Linked DNA regions of Gossypium hirsutum: region 1 is linked to region 2. A link is a contact called in public Hi-C data. All regions are on one chromosome and are shown on one strand. Each heading gives the region's core, a stretch centred on a gene start, on an enhancer-like site or on the middle of the called end of the contact. The rest is flanking DNA. Distances are from core to core; before and after follow the strand shown. Region 1 holds the start of LOC107914613. Region 2 holds the start of LOC107914609 (F-box/kelch-repeat protein At3g06240).

Region 1 (6,304 bases), core at 2,408-4,907, 160 kb after region 2:
TTTAATGATAAATAAACAATTAATATTATACTATTTATGTCAATTTCTATTTAAATATGTAAAAAAATATTTTAATCATTATTATTTAATTTAAATAATATATATAAATTAATGTTGTTAATTTTTAAAAATGAATAATTTTATTTTATGTATATAATAATTTAATTTAATTTAAAAAATTCATATTTTTTTGCCAACAATCTCTTGGCCCATGACAAGAGCATAAAAATATTATACTGTAAGCATAAGAGCTTTAGTTTAATCCCAAGCAATTTGATTATCATAATAGGCCTAACTCTAATTGATATGAATTGCTAAACAAACGAGTAAAAGAAAACTCGTAATCACATATACAATTGCTTCCGAGTTCTTCAGTAGACAGATACAAAGGATTTCAGCCATTCTTTTTTGGCTATTTTTTCATTCATTACAACTTGGGAAATTGCCTTTATGCAATTATGGAAAACAACACAACTTGCTTCTCTGCCCTCACCAATGCAACAGCCTCCTACCCGAAAATGCAGATAACACATTGCTGGTTTAACCCTTGAAACATTCAAGAGAGAGAAAAAATTTTCAATTAAAATGGTAGGAAGAAAACTGCAGATAGAAAGCTATTTTCTGACAAGTTTAGTTTGAAATCACATTGAAGAACAAACAGTTCAATACCACCAAACAGTGCTCAACAATACATTATCCAATATCCATACAGAGATGTTTACAGTAAGGAAACTACTTCATGGAAGTTACTCAGACTTAGGTGTAAGTGTCAAACACGGGAACATTCAATATTTTCTAAGATTTTTCCAAATTCAAATGCTTCAAGAAAACAAAGATCTGGAGCAATATAAGTTTGTCAATGTCGTCCAAGAACATTTACTATCGTTACAGTTCTGTTAGTCTTGCACATCTTTATCGTGCAATATCATTATGCAGGAATAGAGGGGCTCCTGTTTTGGTACAAAAGGGGGTTCAATCAAACTAGACTACATGAAACGCACAAAATGTATAGCATAAAAAGTAAATGCACGATGAGCCATTAGAACATTACGGTTTAAAAAAGGTAGAAGAAACATATCTGATATTAGCCATGACATCAAAGAAAGAAGAACATATATCAGGAGCTAACCTGTCTCCTCCTTCGGTTTTGTAAGTACCATGTGCGGGCCACCACATACGTTGGCAGAAGAAAGCCAGCAAATTGGAGAAGCAAAACCTGAAACTGCTGACCAAAATTCTAATTCAGTCTTAGCTAGAAGTAAAAAAGAACAAAGAAAATGTAAAAGTATCCCGAGCAGCCCACATCCTTCATTATCTAGACTTACAACTACCTCTGTACTCTTATCAAGCATCATTTTAAAAGAAAATGTTTCAACTTATAACACAAAGTGCAACAACATATTTAAATTTACATCTGGCACATATGTATGACATTGCTTTGGCATCGTGTCCAATGCTTGTATGCAAAATATAAGCATTAAGGCACAACATGCAAATGCAGACTGAGGAACTACTATGGTGCAATAGATATTCCAAAGATGTCGATTTGAACTCACGTTAATGAAAGTTGATGCCTCCTGTATCATGCCAAAATCCCTTGTCAACATAAGAAGTTGGCGTACGAGCAGGATGATAAGCAACTGCAACAAACCAACAAAACATTCCAAACATGAGACGAGTTATAATTCTTGAGTAAAGAACGTTGAGAAAATAATTAAGCATTATTTGCTTACAACGAGGGCAACCAATCGAAGACAGGCAAGGCTACTGCTATTTGCAGCAACATAATCTTCATACTCTGATTGGAGTAGTTGGCTTTGAGAAGTAGTTAGCACTAGAAGGTGCGAGTCACGGAGATCAATATGCGGGCTCCATGTTTGCCTGATCATGAAGATAATTCAAAGCAAACATAACAAAATAATCAAAATGAAAATTCAGGGACAATTCAATACACGAGATCACAAACAAGGATGTCATACTACAGCCTTCCAACTGCTATCAATGAAGTGACAAGCATTTTCAGTGAGAATCTGTCCGAGAGCATACAAGTTGAAACCAACCAAAAAACGTAGATATTGTATTTAAGAAGGAATGGGATGAACAAATATCTCCTATGGTCCAACAGGAAAGACACAGAAGTAGAAGCTGTTAACCAAAAAGAGGATTACCTAATGTCAATTGCCAGAACATCTGGATTGCTTCTGGTCGGAGGAAGAGAATAATTTGGTGAAAAAACCTGATAAAAACAGAGCAATATTGTACACATTATCCATCAAACACGTACTTTTTTTATGTATGCAAATTAAAAGAAAAGGGCTAAAAACAACCCCAACCTGTTTGCATATTTCGCAAGTTATGTCACCTTTCTTGTTGCACCATCTTTGAATGCACTTCCTGTGAGCAAACTGAAACAAAAATGTATACACAATAAGTTAAAAAGATACTTCAAACATTTAAAACTACAAACCCATCTTAAACCGGATAACCATATAAACAACCTATGGTTTTCCATATATGTCGGATACAGGACACTGAAACTTTAGGAAAAATGAAGTTAGGTATTGGCTATATGAGTACCTAGTAGAAGTCATGCAAATGCAAAGAAGAAAAGGAAACAGGTAAGAATATACTCTCTTTTCTTTTAAAATCTTTTACAAAAATAGAAAAAGAACACCATTTGAAATTTTCATATTGAAGCTTAGGAAATAACGTATGAAGAAAGAAAAAGTCAAAAGGAAACTCAAACAAGGCATATGCTAATGCCAAGAAATGCTCGCATTCCAAAACCAATAAAACTACCTAGAAAACATCATAGCACCATTGCTACAAAACTGAAGCCCAACAAAGCCGGCCCCTAAAAAAGCCCGGTTTTAGAATTAGCAATAAGTTGTGTATTTTATTACTATTATTAAATTGTATAATGCAATAAGCCAATAACAAAGAACCATCACTAGAGCTACAAAGTCAAAGGAAAAGCCCCAAAAGGAAAAGAAAAAAAAGTACCAAAGCATAAATAATTTTTTTTTTATATTTTTTACAACTACTCCTCTCCTAACCACAAAAAAAAAAAAAAGGAGCTTGGCAAGACCAATGAAACATACGATCAGAGTCATCTAAATCATACAATCAAAAAACCCAGAAATATAAACTTAAAACTTTAAAAACAGAAGGCGAGAAAAACCCAGAAAAGTAAAGACCTTGAGTGTGCCACTGCAAGCACAAGGAGCTTCCAAAGAAAGCAAATCATCTTCCTCTTGGCATATCCTACACTCCACCACCTCTTTCACCTTCTTTGAACTATACCCAGTTTTTCCATCTCCTTCTTTTCCACCATCACCATCACCACTTGCTTTCGTCATAGGAAAATCAACATTAGTATTCCCAGCAGCTGTATTTGAGTTTGGTTGTCCTTCATTCACTGAAGAAGACTCAAAACAAGTTGCAGATGCTATAATTTTGTCGACACATACCATGAAATCATCCACCATTGTTTTCTTCCCTTCCTTTCACTTTCTCCCTAATGTACTTTTTTGGGGTTTGAATGTACAGTTTTTTTCTTTTTTAATAAACGGAAAGAGAGAGAGAGAGTGGAGAAGTGGGGAGGGTTTTAAAAAGGTGGTGTGTTGGCGGAATTTACGAAAGGGACCAACTTATGTTTTGTTTGACGAAAATGACCTTTGGTTGGGTTTTTATTATCGAGTTTGTCCCAACTAAAATATGTTGCCGTACCTAAACGGTTGTACAAGCTTTGGTATTGTAGGTGGTGGTCAGCTTGGAGCCTTGGACCAAACCATTTAACTTCGGCCAAGTGCAATTTATTGCTATTAGCATGCCGGTTCGGTCCGGGCGTAAACTCAAAGTCAAGTTCCAGTTTCCGTGAGTAAAATTCAAATATTTAAATGGGTAAATTATATTGTCCATCACTTAATTTTAAAAAATTATAAAATAATTCTCCGGATTTTTTTTTATTACCAACCATTTACTAGGGAATGGAAAGGCATGTGGCAAATATAAAAATTAAGATGATAACAACTTCAACTTTTAGCATTCACATGATTTTGATTCCAAAAGATTAGTCCTTAATATTTACACATTACATAATTTAGTCTAATTATAAAAATTAAAAAAAATAACTTTCAATCTCAAGATTTCAAAACTTATATTTTTATATATTTTTTAAATCACTAGTTTTTCAATAATAAAATCTAAGTTTTGAAATTTTGACTACATTATGCAAAGTGTAAATAATAAGACCAATTTTTAAGAATCAAGACTAAATTCGTTACTGCACCAATCTTTATAACTGCCAAGTCATCTTTTAATTATCTAATTAACGGTTGACGACCAAAAAAGATAAACTTGATTTATTAATTGATCATTTTGTAATTGAGTGAGTTTATCCTATTTAATTAGTAAAATATCATTAGTTAAACTTCAAGCATTTAAGTTGAATTATAACTCAATTTTGACGTAAATTTAATCATTATTTAGGATGGGTAATGAATTCTAAAAAACAATTTTAAAATCGGAATCCAACTCCAACTTCTTAAACAAATACATGAAAGTTTCATCATTCATCTTTGATTAAATTTGAAACTAGATTAATGGACCCTATCCAGTTAACAGCACAAATTATTTTTTAAATTCTATCTTACATGTAATATTGCTTTAATTTCTCTAAATTACTAAATTTTTAGATAGAAATTATTCAACTATCGATTTTTTTATCAATTCTATACATATGAACCTATTAACTTTTAGGTCAAGGATTTAATGACAACATTGTAATTGTAATTCAATTAGATTAATCTCTCGATTTTTATAAAATACAATTTAACAAGTCATTTTCTTTTAAAGTAAGAAAAATATAAAAATAAAAAATAATTGTGGATGAAATAATTTTGAGTAGGGAATATGTGTGATCATGTTAATTTGGATTGAAGTTTTTCAACAAAACTAACAGAAAATAAATAAAATAAAATATGGGTGCTAGGAAAATCAGACGTGGCAAGTTGGGTGGAGATTTGTTAAGATAAGGGAAGCTTGATTAAAATTTACAACAAATCAATGGATTCTTTTCCTTATTTTTATTTGGTTTTGTCAACTCTCTCTAGTTGATGTATAGTTGATGGGAGGATTTATTAATGGTGAGTTGGAAAATTGTTGGAGAAGGATGCTGCAAGTGGGGCTTGAATCAAAATTATTATGTCTTTTTTTTTTCTAAATGTTAAATTATTGGAATTGAGAACAAATTGGATAAGGAAGAAAAACAAAGTATCTCCTCGCATATAATTTTTATTAGAATAAAAATATTTTAAAATCCCAATATATTTGTCTATATATTTTATATTTTATATTTTATATTTTATATAAACGCATAACTTTTTGAACTAATCAATATATTATTTCTTTTCTTATGGAAAACGATATTATTAAAAAATGAAATAAAACAACAAAATAATGAGGAAAATTAAACCCGAATTATTAGGCTTCCTCAACCCATCGAGATCTAACTCCTTCAAATTCTATGTTGACATAAAATAAATTATTCGAAGACCAACACTCAATCAAATAATAAGGGGAATGTTCCAAATAACTCGGGTTGCAAGTAATAAGACAACTTTTGCGAGACAATGAGCCCCATTATTTGTATCCTGACATATCCAATAAAAGGATAGAGCTTGAGAGCACAAAGCATCAACAACCACTTTGCAATTCGATTCAATAATATTATCAAGACACAAGCTCTTAAGCCACAAAAGAGCTTCTCTAATATATAGCCATAACCTCAGCTTGAACAAGTTCAAACATTGCAAAAATAGAACACATGACTTTTGATAAAATTTCCATCAGAATCTTGAATAATAGTAGCCAAACCTGTCTGATTATGGTATTTAGAGTTAGAGGCATCCACATTTTATTTTAGCCAACCAAAAGTTGGTATTTTCCAATGAGAAGTGTTGAGGCAGTTTTTGAGCAGTGCCTTAATCAATGCCAATTGTGTAAGAGCCCAATTTTCAGTGCTATCAGAAATAATGATTTTGGATCACTAAATCCAACAAGTAAGCTTGAAAATTTAATAAATTAATAATTATGGGTCAAGTGTGAATTTATAAGAATTTTTGAATTAGTGAATTTTGTGATTTAAAAAAAAGAATTTAATAGGTAAATCGGGTCTAAAATGAGGTATCGAGACCTCGAATCCATAATCTGACCCATAAATATTTTTATAAATATTTATGAAGTGCCATTGAGTTAGTATTAAAGTTTCATTAGAAAATTTTAACGTTTTGGCCGTCAATTA
Region 2 (7,114 bases), core at 3,575-6,074:
GTTATAATTATTTTAAATTATTTTAAATCATATATTTTAATTAAAATATATTTAATATTAATTATTTCAAATTTTCATTTACAGTATCATATATTATTATTTGAGTAAATTCATATAAGAATATTAATTATTAAGAATTTTATTAAATTATATATTTTAATTATAATATATTTAATAATAAATAAGTTAATTTATATTTTACAGTATCATATATTATGATTTGAGTAAATTCATATAAGAATATTAATTATTAAGAATTTTATTAAATTATATATTTTAATTATAATATATTTAATAATAATTATGTTTAAATATGATTAAATTATTTATTATTGATATTAATAATCTTATTAAAATTTAAATAACAATAACAATAATAATTTACCAAAACAAATTTCTGCTAATTATAAGAATTTTATTAAATTATATATTTTAATTAAAATATATTTAATAATAATTATGTTTAAATATGATTAAAATATTTATTACTGATAATAATAATCTTATTAAAATTTAAATAACAATAACAATAATCATTTACCAAAACAAATTTATGCTAAGGGTATTCTAGTCATTTTATTTTTTCCATTATGCTATTACACCTCTATTCCATTCAACCAAACACAATATTACTATTACGCCTCTATTCCATTACATTCAATCAAACAGTTGATTTGCTATTACACCTCTAATCCAATACAGCGAACCAAACGCACCCTGAGTTTATGAAAACTCACATCCGTTGGTCTGCTCTGTTCAGGTAATCCACAGACTTAGGCGGATCGGTGTAGCGGAGTCTCACGTTGACCACAAGTTTGTGAACTGATTTTAAATAATGGTTTTTATTTAATTAAGGATCATTTCTGGGAGTTTTATAATTTATGGACTCTCCTGATTGTTTGGTTTTTATTTTGGGTTTGGATTTTTGTTTTGACTCTTTATTTGCGATGGTTGACTAAAAACACGGTTTTTACTAAAACAAAGGTTTTTGTAAATTTATGAGCTAGATTTTCAAAATATAACGATTTCTAGACTTCCGCTGTAAGTTATATTTTGGCAAATGAATTAATTAAATAACGTTATCAGTTATAGTTATAAAACTTGGATGATTTAACGAACACTATACAAAGTTTTATTGTAATAACACAGTTTTCACAAACCCCTTTTTTGTAACATCTCTAGATTCGACCATAACGTTTAGGCAGGGTATGGGGTGTTACACTTTCCAGCAATGCATGGAGATATATTATTAGGTAATAATTTTATATATCAACATTTACCATTTTCTATTGATAAAAAAATAATTATGTTATATGTAGAAAAAATTTCTGTAGAAATGCCATTAGTAGAAAATCATAAATTTGTTTGTGATAAAAACTTTACACCACCAAGAAAAGAACAAATTAAACAACTTGAAATAAGTCATTTGTTGTTTAAAATATTAGAAAATAATTTTAGTGAAGAACCATTAAAATTACGGCAAAATAGCCCTAGATATTGTGAAATTAAATTAGAAAATCCCAATAAAATTATTAGAGTTAAACCAATGGTCTATACTAAACAAGATGTAGATGAATTTGATATACAAATTAAAGAATTATTAGAAAAATGATTAATAGAAACAAGTAATAGTCCACATTCTAGTCTAGCCTTTATAGTTAGAAATCATGCCGAAATAAAAAGAGGAAAAGCTAGAATGATTATTAATTATAAAAGATTAAATCAAAATATTATTTTTGATGGATATTTTATTCCAAGAAAGGATGTTTTAATTAATCAAGCTAAACAAGTACAATATTTTAGTAAATTTGACTGTACATCAAGATTCTGACAAATCATGCTAATAGAAGAGTCCAAGCCTTTGACAGCTTTTAGCGCACCTAATGGACAATATCAATGGAAAGTAATGCCATTTGGATTATGTAATGCACCACAAATCTTTCAAAGATAGATGGATTCTATATTTAATAAACATAAAAAAATTTGTGTAGTTTATATAGATGATATTTTAATATTTTCAGACACATTAGAATTACATAGAAAACATTTAAATATCATTTCTCAAGAATTCATAAAACTACTAAGTCCTAAGAAAATAGAGCTAGAAAAAACCATAAATAGAATTCTTAGGATTAAAATTATCTGCAGATGGTCTTAAACTACAAGATCATATTATAATAAAAATAAAAGAATTCCTTGAAAAAATTAAAGATAAAAAGTAACTTCAACAATTTTTAGGAATTATTAATTATTCCTAACTTATCTGAAAAAATAGGTAGGTTATATGAAAAATTAAAAAAGGATAAACCTTTTATCTGGTCTAAAACAGACTCAAAAATTTTTCTTTCCATTTATTAAAAGATTTTTCTACATTTATTAAATTTATATTATTACGTATGATATATGAAGATGATTTTTATTATTATTTTCATCTTGAAATCAGTAGTCTTATTGGTATAGCTGAAAAAGAAAAATTTTATCAGCCATATCTAATTTGGATCATTAAAAAAATGTTTGAAGGTCCCAAACTTTCAGTAGTTAAGAAAAAAGACACTTGATAAAAAAATATTGACAAGTATTATAATAATCCCAATTATTATTTGATCCAAACAGGAATAGATTTAATGACCAAAGCCCAATATTTACTTCAACAAAAAACTTATAGTCTATGGACTGATGGAAAAAGAATATTGACATATGATCCTAGAAACACTCAGGATGATAGAGACGAAGAATCCATGCAACTATTAAAAAAGATAGCTGACATGGAGATTGATGATTTTCCATCACACATAATAGGAGAAATCAAGAATACGTGGGAAAATTGGAACTTACCAAGATTGTCAATAGATTCATTACAACTAGATGAAATGGAGGAAATGAATCTAGTTAATATCCAGACAAGATAAAAGCCAAGTGGAAAAAACCAATTAAGGAAGCAACTTGGGAAAACAACATCCAAGTAAAAATAAAAAAGGAAGCTACGTGGGAAAATGACATTCAATAGAGCAACTTGGGAAAACGACATCCATATGTAGACAAAAAAGGAAGCAACGTGGAAGCAACCATGCCAAGTCAATAATAAGACATTATCCTTATCAGAAAAACTGTGTGAGATTCAAAGAAAGTTAAATAGAGTTCAAAAATTTCTCTTATAAAAGGGAAATGAAGGAAGCCTAAGGGGACATCGAAAAAAAGTTTAGAAAACCTCTCTCTATCCACTTCTGATCCACCAACATCTCTTCATATCTACTTTTATCCACCAACCTCTCTTTCTTTGTAAAATTTTTTTTCCTTTCTACTAGTTTTATGTTGTAAATTTGTAATATTATCTACTGTCTCCCGTATCCTTTCAATAATTAATTTTGTTAAGAGATTATCATGAATTGTGGAGTATAGTGATTGGAAGGGATTTTTATGAGATGATGAGAGTTTTTCATGAATTATGGATTGTTTCATATGGGAGGTTGATATGTTTGTATCAGATTTATACTTTTTGTCATGCTTCTATTTTCTATTTATCAATGCTATCAAGTTTAGTGTTGTTTTTGTATTTTCAACTATTTTTTGACCAATTTTGATTTAGTTGTTTGCTCTTCCAGGATTACTATGTAATGTATGCTATCCCTATTCTTGATTTTTTTTGTTTAGTAAAAAATAAAAGACTGGGGGTTATATTCCTAGTATATTAGATATTTTTAATTGGTTAAAATATGATGTTAGTCTCTGAATTTTGTCAAAATTTGAGATTTAATCCATGTACTTAAAAAATTAAAAATTAAGTCCTCATATTTTTTATTTAAAAAATCACAGTCCAATCATTAAAATTTTAAGTATTTTCTGTTAAAATTTGTCAACTTAGAATTTTGATTAGGTTGTCATTATATAACATGACATATGATTGATTTTAAATAAACATGTTAAATTAATAAATTTTGACAGAAACTACAATAACGATAATGATTAAATTAGGATTTTTAAATTAAAAAAGTATGAGGATTGAATTTTTAACTTTTAAAGTAGATGCGCCAAATCTCAAATTATATATAAGTATAGGACTAACAAAATACTTTAACCTTTTCAATTTACTCCGAATTTAGTATATGCATTTTTATACGGATATGGCCATTATTGTGCTAATCCTACCCAGGATAAGCTCTTGGGTTTTGAGAATTACCAGAGGGCTCGGCCAGGCCCATCAAACACATTGGCCGTAGTTCAACTTTAAGTTAAATTTAGTTATTAGTCCCTGTACTTTACAAAGGTTGTGGATTTAGTCTATATACTTTAATTTGGTCATTTTAACCCTTCTACTGTTCAAATTTTAAAATTTCAAAACTCATCAAATGATAATTGTTAAATTCATTAAGTTATGCTATTTTCAAAATATGATGCGACAAACATATTATCATATGCGTAATGTTATGTAAGCTAGTTATTTCCACATATTATTCACTAAAAATATAATTAATGGATTAACGATTGTATTTTGCATAAAGATTGAAATTTCAAAATTTTAATAGTATAAAGACTTAGAATGATTATATTTGAGAATATGAACTAAATTTACAACTCTAAATGACTAGTAATTGAATTTAACTAAACAAATTTAATTGCTACTTTTTGGGGTCAAGACTAAAACTTTAAAATTTAAAAAGTAAAAGGAGTAGACTTGATCAATTTAAAGAATACAAAAATTAAAATTGATCAAATTAAATTTTAATGACTGAATCCATAACTTTCATAAATTACAGGGACTATAATAGCATAATTTAACCTTCACTTTGTTTCACATCTTCAACGTTGTTTTGTTATTGTTGTATACCAAATAAGAAAACGTGTAATGTTACTTGTTACAGTTTTGTCTTCTTTTTTCTTAGTTCACATTCTCTTACCCCAAATGAAATCATTCATCAAAAGACAGAGGAAATAGATAAGATAGAGAGGGAAGATGCCCGAAACTAGAGTTGAGGTACCAGAAATGGTGATGTTGGAGATTCTGTCAAAGCTTCCAGTTAAGTCCTTGACACGTTTCAGGTGCGTTTGTAAGCCTTGGTGTTCATCTTTTCAAACCCCTCATTTCATTACCAAACATCAGCAAAACAACCTCCACAACAACAACCTTAATCTCCTCCTCAAACGTTGTCTGGGTAACACCCGTGATGACATCTACTATTTCTCTCAACTTTCAACTGAGAAAGGCCAAAACTTTTCGGTACAACACAACATTCACTTACCCTTTTTCGAGGATTGTTGGTATGCCCCTGTGGTTTCAGGTCCTTGTAATGGATTGTTGTGTTTACATGATGCTGATAAGGTTGCCCTTTGGAACCCATCAACTAGAGAGTTTAAAACTCTCCCTCAATCCACAGTCCAACGCCCTCCTTCAGTAGATTCCACTAGTTTTGGTTGCGTTGGTATTGGGTTTGATTCTCAAAGTGGTGACTACAAAGTGGTAAGATTTGTTACTAATTATTTTGAAGAGAATGAAGATGAAGGGTTAATGGGTGATTGGAACCACCAAGTTGAGTTATATTCACTTAAAAGCGATTCATGGAAGGAGATTTCAGTTCCCGGGGTTCAACCTTATGGATCTCCTTTGTTTAATAATTACGTAAACGGGTTTTATTATTGGCAGGCAATTGGGGACTCTGAGTACCTTATTCTCTCATTTGATATGGTCAATGAAAAGTTTTCTGCTTTACCATTGCCTGAATTTGGTGGGTCTTTAGCTGAATACTATTTGGAACTTTTGGAATTCAATGGACTGCTTGGTGCTATTGTTTACCCAAGGGAAGGGACTGACAAATCTTTTGATTTATGGGTTATGAATGGATCATGGACTAAACAATTCAGTATTGAATCTCTTCCTAGAGTTGAGAGGCCTTTGGGGTTTTGGAAAAATGGTGAGTTGTTTCTCGAGAGCTCGGATCATGAACTTGTGTTGTTTGACCCCTCCACACGAGAGCTTAAAAGTCTTGGTATCCATGCTTATCAGGAAACGATGCAGATTATTGCTTATGTTGAGAGCTTGGTTCCAATCAATGGAAGATCAGAGCGCGAGGAACTTATAATACGTCGGCCGGCTGGAGACGCATCGGATTGATATTGAATATGAAAATGGAAGGAGACTACAACAAAAGAGGTAAGATTTCATGGGATTTTCTCTCTTGATATGCAATTTATGGCGACTATATTGTCTTTCTCCAAAAATTCTGTTTTTGTTCGTTCTATACGCAAGCTAAAGATGTTAGCCTCTGCCTTGTCTGTATGTTTTTTTGGTTGTTTCAGTGAATTTGCTAGATTTCTGCCTAGAGAATCAATTAGTTGTTAACTCTTATCTGCAGATCTAATAACCTGCACATACGATCTGCAAGTGCATATACATGCTGGATATGGTGTGCTTTTCATACACGAATAGTTGTTTAGAGAGCTAGATGTCTCGAATCGATGAATGTAATTTGATGTTGAACAATAGGAACTATTATGATGATGATCATGACTTATTGTCTGTACTTTTAGATCCAAATGAAACAGTGTAATTAGCTCAAATAATTTTGTTTTCTAGGAATCCACTGAATACAGATTGCTTGTCTGTGTGTTTTCTCCCACTTTTTTTATAATTTCCATTCCCAGTTGCTTGCCTATGCAACTTGGGGCAGCTTATACTATCATGAATCGTTATCAGCTAGTTTCTCATTTTTGCAGTGGTGTTGATGTATGGTTTTTGGACTAGAGCGTGTGTTGAGTACAGGTATGATGAATGGCTTTTAATGTATTTGGAGGATCATATTCTCATACCCGTATCTGGAAATCTAACACGAATACTAGATATGGGTGCTTAAAGAAAACTGAGATGTTGGAGCAAAATTGGCAGTGATATTTTTAAAATAGATAGTCCTCATGGCACCACAGTTGACTTATTACCTAGATTGGTGATCGTCCGTATCTAAAATGGTGCCTAACACTAGTTACGGATGCTTCAAGAAAAATGAAAAGTACAGAAAGAATCTTATGAGCTAGGTTGCTCTACTGTTCATTTATTCGCGTAGTCCATATTTTTATTCAACATAAATTCGAACATGAATACACGACTATGACCCTTCAAGGATGA

What was found. A called contact is a pair of places that touch in the nucleus more often than the background predicts.
Region 1: a Hi-C map of leaf shows a contact between it and region 2, with 2.4 times the contacts expected there. The contact joins the promoter of LOC107914613 here to the promoter of LOC107914609 in region 2. A contact is called at or near these places in 2 of 34 Hi-C or Micro-C datasets (hypocotyl and leaf).

Annotation. Positions count from the first base shown.
Region 1 is chrD10:21,702,670-21,708,973 of Gossypium_hirsutum_v2.1, forward strand. It overlaps LOC107914613, which reads right to left and starts at 3,658. Exons shown (of 7, transcript XM_016843566.2): 1 at 3,198-3,658; 2 at 2,334-2,405; 3 at 2,169-2,236; 4 at 1,734-1,881; 5 at 1,557-1,640; 6 at 1,130-1,222; 7 at 328-546. The coding sequence starts at 3,488. The coding sequence ends at 541.
Region 2 is chrD10:21,542,679-21,549,792 of Gossypium_hirsutum_v2.1, forward strand. LOC107914609 (F-box/kelch-repeat protein At3g06240) reads left to right here and starts at 4,825. Exons shown (of 2, transcript XM_016843561.2): 1 at 4,825-6,145; 2 at 6,709-7,114. The coding sequence starts at 4,952. The coding sequence ends at 6,106.